Regions from separate parts of the Macaca mulatta genome. Here region 2 is linked to region 1. A link is a contact called in public Hi-C data. All regions are on one chromosome and are shown on one strand. The core of a region is the stretch at or near the end of the contact, and the rest is flanking DNA. Distances in the headings are between cores, read along the strand shown.

Region 1 (4,898 bases), core at 794-3,293:
AGTATACACAAACATATCCTAAAGAAAAATTAGATGCTTCAATGCATAAATAAATTGTGGTATACAGACAACGGAAAGTTACTTGGTCATAAACAGGAATGAAGTACTAGTACATGCTACGATGTGAATAGGCCTTGAAAACATAACGCTAAGTGAAAGAAGCCAGGCACAAAGACCACATATTGTAGGATCTCATTTATATAAAATATCCAGAATAGATAAATCCATAGAGACTGAAAGCAGACTGGTGGTTGCCAGGGGCTGGGGGAAGAGGGAGACACAGAGTAACTGCTTAGTAGGGACGAGGTTTTCTGCTGGGGTGATGAAAATGTTTTGGAACTAGATAGAGGTGGTAGTTGCACAACATTGTAAGTGTACTAAATACCACTGAATTGTTCACTTTAAAATGTTTTTTGTCATGTGAATTTCAACTTTTTTTTTTTTTTTTTTTGAGACGGAGTCTCACTCTGTCACCCAGGCTGGAGTGCAGTGGCCGGATCTCAGCTCACTGCAAGCTCCGCCTCCCGGGTTCACGCCATTCTCCTGCCTCAGCCTCCCGAGTAGCTGGGACTACAGGCGCCTGCCACCTCGCCCGGCTAGTTTTTTGTATTTTTTAGTAGAGACGGGGTTTCACTGTGTTACCCAGGATGGTCTCGATCTCCTGACCTCGTGATCCGCCCGTCTCGGCCTCCCAAAGTGCTGGGATTACAGGCTTGAGCCACCGCGCCCGGCCTCAACTTATTTTTTAATCAGTATTTTAAAACAGAGGATAATGGGCAAAACAAGATGTATTTGTGAAAAGGCAGTCCTAAAACTCCTAGGGAAAAGATAAGTATTTTTGCTGGCACTCAGTTTCTGCTCTTGTTCACAACAGAAGTTCAAGCGCTAAGTTGTATAGACTTTGCCATTATGCTATGTGTCTATGTCTGTATGCCTTTCTGAAAAAAACGGGGAAAAGAACAGAAAGTGAAGAAAAAAGAATAATAAAGCTTTGCCAAATGCAAAGAAGGAGGGGTGATTGCCCCCACTGCACCCCACCCAACTTGGCACCAGCAGTAACGCTCTGGTTAGGGTTTCGAAATGCCAGCTGGAGCTGGAATCAGCACATGCAAGCTTCTCTGCCTGGGTAAGGAGCAAGCCACCCAGCAAGAAAAGCTGGGGTGCTCCATTTGCTGCCCATATTGGCATCAGAACCACCCTGTGGTCAAAAGCCCTGAGCTGGCTCAGATCAGAATCCGTGCCTTGCTCTCCCAGGCCAGCCAGCCTAACCGCAAGAGCTTGTTACAGCTCAAAGAGTGCTCCTCCTCCTGAGGGGTTCCACTCTGTTTCATCCCACCTGCCTTCTGAGAGTCCTGCCTCCAACCAAGGGCGCCATGGCTTACAGATTTAAAAATGGGGCCAAGTCTCTCCCAGGAACATAATAATTTTTTTTTTTTTTTTAAAGAGACTAAGATGCCCTCGGAACTTTCCCCAGTCCATCCTGAAAGAAATATCCTCTCAGGATCCTCTCCTTCATAGGCCAACTCAATAGCCTGTGTACCCCTACACAGACAGACGTACATACTGCATTGCTGCCTGGGACACCTGCTCCACAGAGGGGACACGAATAAGGCCCACATCCCCAGCTTGGCACCGCTATCCAGCCACAGTCACCCCAGCCCGCCTAACCAACCTGCCGTCTCAAACGCCCCTCACTCGCTTGGCATCATGCCTCTGCCACCTCCTTGACACCAAAACTGTCACAGGTGTCCCTCAGCTAAACACCGACGCCCCTTTAGATCCTGTCCACGCCAGGCATAGACGCCCCTCTCGGGACCCCTCAACTCTTGGCAACAACACTCCTTCAGACCCCTCCAGCCAGGCCTCGACGACCTCCAGGACCCAGCATGGCCCAGACGCCCCCTCCCCCTTACCTGCGGGGGTTCAGCCCTGGCTGACAGGGGGCTGGGCAGCGCCTGGAGGAGCAGGAGCGCCATGCCACCCAGGAGCCTTCTCCTCTCCATCCCCCTCCTGCTCCTGCTCCTCCGCCACGGCGCCGCCACCTCCCTCCTCCTCCTCCTCCCTCTCCTCCTCTACCCTCTTCTTCCTTCTTCCCTTCTTTTCCTGTTTGACTCTCCCCTCCCGCTTCCGGCTCGGCTCCACTCCGCCCCGCACAAAACACCCTCCCAGACACGCGGGAGACTCTCCATTTCCAGCTCCTCGTTGGCCTTTGCCCTTTGCCCATTGATCAATGTAGCTGTCGATCAAACATAAGTCCCGCCTTCTCCTGAAGACGAAGCGATCCAGCCAATAAAAAGTAGGAGGAAGCTGGGCCATCTTGAAAGCTGCGAGGAGGTGTAAAATGCGTCCCAACCCGCAGAGAGTGGCGGAAGTAGCTACATAAATGGGCGAGGCCACACAGGTGGATGGAAAAGGCTATTACTGATGTAGCCATCTTGAGTGTGGCGGAAGTACTAGTTTTCCAGTTTTCCACAGCAAAAAAAAAGAAAAAGAGGTATAGTGGTTCTTAACGGTGCTGGAAAATAAATTATTCCTGAAAGGTAACCAGGCGCTCCTGAAAAGGAAAACAATTGCAACGTAAAAATCTTTTAATGTCTTTTGTCTTGCAGCACAGCACTAAAACCAGGATGCCTCTCTTGGTCTCAACTGCCCAAATAGCAACTTAGGTCCGTTTAAATTCCCTAGAAGACAGTACCTTTATCTGAGGCATAGTGCTTCGTCACCCCAAGTTCGACGGACGAAATTCTGGTTCTGCCTCACAAATTGCTCTGAAATCCACCATCCATTGCTTCAATCCATGTTCTTCTAGCTAAATACAAATGGCTTCCCTGCTGCCCTGCAAGTTGCCAATTCTTCCCTCTCAAATTTCTGCCACATACCACAACCGTACCACATTAAACCAAATATTATTATATCATGGCCTCCTCTTTTAAATACTTCATCTACCTACAGAATAGAGGGTCCAAACTTCCCAACACGGTCCTCTCTGTGACTTCGTCCCTGTCTACTCTTTATGTCACCTCTCACCACTACATTTTCCCACACATTCCACTCACACTGACCACTGAAGAGATGCCCAATAACTTCATTTACATATTGCAGATACAGTTCCTTGCTTACAAACTCCTAGCCCCCACTCCTTGCTGCTGCTTCTGGATTCTCGTAACACATCTGCCTGCCCAGTATGCAGCTTTTTGTATAGCATATCAGGTCTTTCTTCTTCTTTTAAAGCCTGTAATATTCTGTACAAGGCTCAACCAGGAGCTTGATCAATGTTAGTAAAATAGCCAGGCGTGGTGGCTCATGCTTATAATCCTAGCCCTTTGGGAGGCTGAGGCAGATGAATCCCTTGAGCTCAGGAGTTTGAAACCAGCCTGGACAACATGGCGAGACCCTGTCTCTACAAAAATAAAAAAATTAAATTAGCCGAATTAGCCAAGCATGGTGGTACGCACTTGAAGTCCCAGCTACTTGGGAGGCTGAGGTGGGACAATCACCAGAGCTAGGGAGGTTGAGCCTGCAGTGAGCCTTGATTGTCCCACTGTACTCCAGCCTGGGCAACAGAGTGAGACTCTGTCTCCAAAAAAAAAAAAAAAAAAGGCCAGGTGTGGTGGCTCATGCCTGTAATCCCAGCACTTTGGGAGGCTGAGGTGGGCGGATCCTGAGGTCAGGAGCTCGAGCCTGGCCAACATGGTGAAACCCCATCTCTACTAAAAACACAAAAAATTAGCCAGGCGTGGTGGTGCACGCCTGTAGTCTCAGCTACTCAGGAGGCAGAGGCAGAATAATTGCTTGAACCCGGGAGGCAAAGGTTGCAGTGAGTCGAGATTGTGCCACTGCACTCCAGCCTGGGTGACAGAGTGAGACTCTGTCTCAAAAAAAAGCAAAAAAAAAAAAGTTGGTAAAATAAATGGACAAAGGAAGACCCATGGCAAATAACACAGTTGACTGTAGCAGTCAATTTCCTCTCAAAAACCTGTCAAAATGTTTTACAGCCTGGCCCAGTCTAGCCCCCATCTGAACCCAGAGGGAGTTGTTCTTGGCTTAAGTGTTGGAAAAATGGGAAACAGGTAAGAGTTAAGTCAGTTTTGCCTCAGCTTAAGAAAGTCCATAGTTCTGGGTCTATCTTGATCCTGCTTTGCCAAGTACTGCAAAAAGTGACAAGTATTTTTGCCAATCTCTCATTTCTTAGAAACTTATCCATCCCACAAGTCAAGCTTCTTAGAGAAGAAGTAAAAATTGAGTACTAGGCAAGGACCAAATTATTTTCATGGCACAAGGTTTCTCAATCCCGGCCTCAAAAAGTTGTAAGTCTTCCATATAAAGGCTAGGTTTCATCATCACTAAGAAACCCCAGGTAGGGTGCAGTGGCTCACGCCTGTAATCCCAATACTTTGGGAGGCCAAGGTGTGAGGATTGCTTGAGGTCAGGGGTTCAAGACCAACCTGGGAAACATAGTGAGGCCCTCTGTCTACAAAAAACTTAAAAATTAGCTGGGCATGGTAGTCAGGAAACCTTTAGGATTCTGGTTCTAGCCAGGATTGAGGAAAAGATCTTAAATCAAAAGGAAGCTTCTATACCTCTTCTTCATTTCCTCCTTCTCTCCTGAGCAATGGAACCTTTTACCCATGCAATTCAAGCCGAACTCAGGAAAAAGAAGCTACTCAGGAGGTTGAGGCAGCAGTGAGTCATGATCATGCCACTGCACTCCAGCCTAGGCAAGAGAGTGATACCCTTTTTCTCTCAATAAATAAGAAATCCCAATTCAATTTGGCAAACACCAAGGATTTTGCCGCAACTTCCTTTTCTGCTTTTACCTGAAAGCTCAAGCTGAGCTATTGGATAGGACAGTCTGGATTAGCACTTCCCACACCAAGGCCTTTTAGTAACCTTAACTG
Region 2 (4,898 bases), core at 1,656-4,155, 76 kb before region 1:
TCTCAGCTCACTGCAACCTCCACCTCCTGGGCTTAAGCCATCCTCCCACCTCAGCCTCCCACGTAGCTGGGACCACAGGCGCACAGCACCACGCCCAGCCAAGTTTTGTATTTTTTGTAGAGATGGGGTCTTGCCATGTTACCCAGACTGGTCTCAAACTCTTGAGCTCAAGTGATCTGCCCAGCTTGACCTCCCAAAGCACTGGGATTACAGGCGTGAGCCACCTCGCCCAGCCCGTCTCTATTATTTAAAAAATAAAACTAAAAAAATAGCTGGGCACAGTGGCTCACACCTGTAATCCCAGGCCAGGGTGGCTGGCCTATTATCCCAGCGCTTTGGGAGCTCAAGGCAGGCGGATCACCTGAGGTCAGGAGATCGAGACCAGCCTGGCCAACATGGTGAAACCTCGTCTCTACTAAAAATACAAAAATTAGCTGGGCGTGGTGGTGGGTGCCTGTAATCCCAGCTACTCAGGAGGCTGAGGCAGGAGAATCACTTGAACCTGGGAGGTAGAGGCTGCAGTAAGCCAAGATCGCACCACTGCACTCCAGCCTGGGCGACGGAGTGAGACTCTGTCTCAAAAACAAGCCATGTTTTAGCAACGGGGTATCTGACAAAACTTGTCTCTGCTTTCTCGGGATCTGATTTTAGCCTGTTTATGGGACTTTCCAAAGTATTCCAAACATCAGGAATATTCCCTGACAGAGAGAGGGGAGGACTCCTCAGGACAGAGTGTGGACCCAGCAGCCCTGTCCAGCTGCCCTTGGCCCTGTGGTTTCTCTTTGGCCCAGCACCCTGTCCTCAATGGCTGTGTGACAACCTCTCAGTCTCTGGGTAGAGAAAAGTGCTTGTGGTTTAGGATCTTGAGGTGCAATTCCCTGAAGACTGAGGAAGAAGAAAAGGGAACGAAGTGCAGCAAGAAAGAGCAGTAGCATTTTGGGGATCAATTTTTATTCGGGCTTCTCACAGTGGTTAGAGCCACTCTGTCTTCAGAACAATCACAGCACAGGAAATGCGTCACCGAGACTGCCCAGAAAAGTCTGACCAGCTGAATCTTATTGCTTAAAATACACATATTCACAATAACTGACAAAGGGTAGCGTGCCCCACACAGGAATGTGTTCGCATTTGCAAATCTTCCGACTGGCTGTAGCACCAAACCCTCCACCAACCCCGTCTCATTCACGTGGAAAACCAGTCTCAGTCACATCTCCCTGGCCCCCTAAGGATTCCTTCAGCTCCCTATTAAATCTCTCTCTGAGCAGGGCAGCCTCCTGTAGCAGGGGCCAAACTGTGACTTGGGATCCAAGCCCAGCTCCGCAGGTTGCATTTCTGTCTTCTCGTGCCTTTAGGGTAGGACGCTGCAGTGAGTCCCACAGTTAACACTTGCCCAGTTCCCCACTCTAACTGGGGAAAGGAACTTGAGAGGGTCAGAACTCATCCATTTGATCTGTTAACTGAAAAAGGATTCATTTTGGTAAAACTTGTTCGCCTTTGAGACCCTTCAGTGAGTTATTTGGGGATTCTTAAAAAAAAAAAAAAAAAAAAAAAGGTGGAAGGAAAGGCATCTGAGAGCTGTGACACACTCTGGCCGCCTCTGGCCACATGCTAGCTTGCTTGCGACTGTTGGACTCACCAGAGGGAGGCAGGCCCTGTGGCCCCGCTACAGCCTGCAAAGCCTCCTCCTGGCAATTCTGGGCAGGGCCGATGTCTGGGCCACAGCTAGTCCAAGCCTGTCACTGAAGACCCAATCAAGCTTCTGTCTGAAATTCCACCTTCTTCTGTCCCAAGTGGTTGTGGACACCCCTGGGGGCTGGTACTGAGGACCAGCAGCAGCCGAGGGAGGCAGACAGGCTCAGAGCACGCTTCCATTTACAGGGAACATAACACAGGTCTCCGAGTGTCCACGGAGCAATGTGCAAATCGCAGTGATGAGTAGAGTAAAACCTCTACTTCAAGCACAGTATCTGGCAAACACAGGGGACTGCAGTCGACAATGCTGCGGAGTACTCCCGAGTACACAGTCAGACATTTGTTCGGTAAACAGTAAATGCGTAAGATCAATGACCTTGAGAGGGCTGTCTGTGCTCCAGACGTGTGGTTCACGTGGGGAGAATGGCTGCCACTCAAAGTATCTTCACAGGAAAACAGGGCTTGAGGCTCACACACAATGGACAGACACACACGGCTCACCCAAAAAGTCACTGTGTACGGACTTCACTTTGTTCAACATGGATTTTGGTTTTGTGGAATCCAAATGCAGACATGTTTACCTCACAGCCTTGGATTTGTCTGTTTTTGGACATACACATATATATATATTTTTTTCTTTTTCTTTCTTTCTTCCATAACATCAATGCTTCGTCTGAATATCATCATCGTTCAAGAGTTGGGGGAAGAAACAGACTCTTTATATGCACAGGGCCGGGCGGGGAATGTTTGTTTTGGCTGTTTGCTGCCTCCATTCGGATTTTCCTGTCACAGCTCAGCCGGTGACCTGAAGCTGAGCAACAGGCACAAGCGTCCCCAGGGCCTTCCGGACGGCTGCTTCCACCTCCTGCCTGGGCCACCGAGTCTCTACACAGAAAAATGAGTCACCCGACTCAAAAGGGGTGGGGGCAGAGGCAGGGACAAGGCATGAAAACCACAGATAACCAAGGTATTTCTTCCAAGTGGTCAGTTTAAAACAAACAACAACCGCCACCAAAAAAAAAAAAAAAAAGAAAGAAAAACCCACAAAAAATATTTCTTCAGAATCAAAGATAAAATTCTGTGTGAGAGCCAGGCCACAGGGGCCCTTTCTCAGGGGCCATGGCTTCCTCAGTCCGCTGTCTGTTTCCTCATACGGAACAGTGAGACATGAAGGCCCGCAGGGCGTGTGCTGGCAACACAGGCTGACACGGGTCACCTGTGAACACAGACCAAAGGGCAGAGGGGCCGAGCGCTGCGCCTCTATTCACTGCTGTGGCTTAGGGCCCCCGGCTCGCAGAGGTTCCAAGACAGCTTCCACCCCAGCCTTCACACAAGACATCTTCTGGCTCAACGGCAGCCAGGCTCTTTGAAAGCCAACTTGGGAAAGAGCCACAAACGTCAGTTTCCAGAAGAGAATTCTTGCCTGCCCACCGGTGAAGTTCTTGTTTTCAGCTGTCTTTTGCTGTTTGTTTTTAGAGGAAACAAACAAACGAAGAAAAGGCAGTATCATCTTTCACACCAGAACCAGCCTGCAGCCAGCCAGAGCCCGGGGAAGAGGCACCTCAAGGGCACATGGGGTGCATCGATCTTGTCACCTGGAATTTGACAGATCAACAAGCCCCTACCAACCTATCATACAATGGCCCAGCAGCTCTCATCCTCCCACAGGATTAGCTCAGTGCTGGCTCGGCAGACACTGGCAGCCACAGTGACAAGCCCTGGGCCTCTGTGGGCTTCCTTTTTCATCCAGGGCCAAGATGGGCTGCCTCTCCTGGACTGAGACACGGCAACGTTCTCTTAAACTAGAATCAGAGCACAAACCTAATCCATCACCAAGAATCATGACAGGGCACAGTCCCAGCCTCTTTCCTTGGGGGCTTTTAAACCACATCTCTCTGATCCAAACAGGTAGGTGAGATTTGACTTTAAAGAACGGAGATGGAGTTGGAGTATGAGGAATGAGTCACAGAACCAACTTAGCCTCCACAACACTGTGCCCTTGTGGAAGGAGAAGCATCCACACCCCGAACTGTACCTGGAGATGGAGGAAAATGCAGGAGAGAAGGAGGAAAACAAACAAAAAGGAACCAAGTGGCTGTACTCTGAAAGTCTTTGAAAGTCACTTAATGCTTCTCTCGTGGTTCTCCCCTACCCTGGTTGCTTTGCCAAGTTGTGGGTGCTGGCAGGGCCTGCTCTAGCTGGGGGAGCTGCTGCTCTGGGAGTTGGGAGAGTCCTGCTCGTTGATGGTGTTCAGCAGCAGGCATGCGGGTGGCCGTGGCAGGTGCGGGTGCCCAGGCTCTCGAGCCTGCTCCTCAGAGGGCTGGCAGAGGCCTTCCTCCTCGTCACCAGGGGGCCGCACATGGCAGCTGTCGCAGAAGTCCAGGGGCCCATCCAGAGCATCATCGATGAGCGTGTTGAACTCTTTGAGGTCATCGTCATGGTGGCCTCGGTTGCACACACACACTTCAATGCCCGAGTCACCTGTGAAGCGGCGGTGTCTCCCAGGCGTCTTCTCTTTGCTGTCGGGTGCGCCGTGTTCAGAGCTGTCATCTTTCAGCAGTTCCTCCCTACATTCTGCATCCTTATCCAGGAAGGCCCCTGGGTCCAGTTCCCCCAGGCCGGCCACAGAGCCACTGGGCTCCATCCCCGGGGCTTTGGTGGCTGCTCGGTCAACTGGTAGGTCAGAGGGCTCAGGGTCAGCGATGCTTGGGGGTCTTGTGCTGCTTCTGCTGGGACCAGACAAGGGGCTGCTCTGTGCCCCCTGGGATCCCCTGGTGGGATCGACGCCCGGGGGACTGCCACCTGCAGGGCCACACTGTGGAGGCAGCAGCTGCTGCTGCTGTAGCTGGAAGGCACTGTATGGTGGGGGAGGAGTTGGAGGTCGGTTCACCACTTCCTCATAAGGAGGTAGTAAATAGTTTGGCAAAAACCCTAAAATGAGGAGGTAGGAAGGAGAAATTACTGCGCTCGTCATGTTCTAGGGCAGACTGCAAAGCTCCCGCTGAACATTTGCACTGTCTCTTCCCACCCCAGAGCACCCACCAAGTGATGGCTACAGCTCTTGGTTGTGGGCAGAGGAGAGAGAGCTGTGAGCAATTCTGCAGAGAGAGAGAGGGACAGTTTGGGAGGGGCCTAACCTAGCTGCTTGAAATCTGAGAGCCCCTAAAGCTGCTTCGTAGGCAAGGACTTCATGCCTGTTGGGAGTT

Evidence for each region. Hi-C and Micro-C count contacts between places; a contact is called where the count stands out from the background.
Region 2: a Hi-C map of liver shows a contact between it and region 1, with 2.7 times the contacts expected there. The contact joins the enhancer-like site here to the promoter of WBP1L in region 1. A contact is called at or near these places in 5 of 14 Hi-C or Micro-C datasets (CD4 T cells, blood, cortical neurons and 2 more).

Annotation. Positions count from the first base shown.
Region 1 is chr9:114,870,858-114,875,755 of T2T-MMU8v2.0, reverse strand. It overlaps WBP1L (WW domain binding protein 1 like), which reads right to left and starts at 2,043. Exons shown (of 4, transcript NM_001194587.3): 1 at 1,914-2,043. The coding sequence starts at 2,003. It also overlaps a transcript of SFXN2 not described here.
Region 2 is chr9:114,948,063-114,952,960 of T2T-MMU8v2.0, reverse strand. It overlaps WBP1L (WW domain binding protein 1 like), which reads right to left. Exons shown (of 4, transcript NM_001194587.3): 4 at 930-4,623. The coding sequence ends at 3,887. All of the region lies in intron 1 of LOC144331320 (a long non-coding RNA gene), which reads left to right. It overlaps LOC144331324 (a long non-coding RNA gene), which reads left to right. Exons shown (of 2, transcript XR_013398377.1): 2 at 600-1,583. Among named protein-coding and RNA genes, the nearest start is that of CYP17A1, 23 kb to the left of the region's middle. Within about 2 kb of position 2,905, at least 12 of the 40 cell types and tissues checked have an H3K27ac peak or open chromatin away from gene starts, as enhancers often do. A contact at or near this core is called in CD4 T cells and liver, where this site is marked.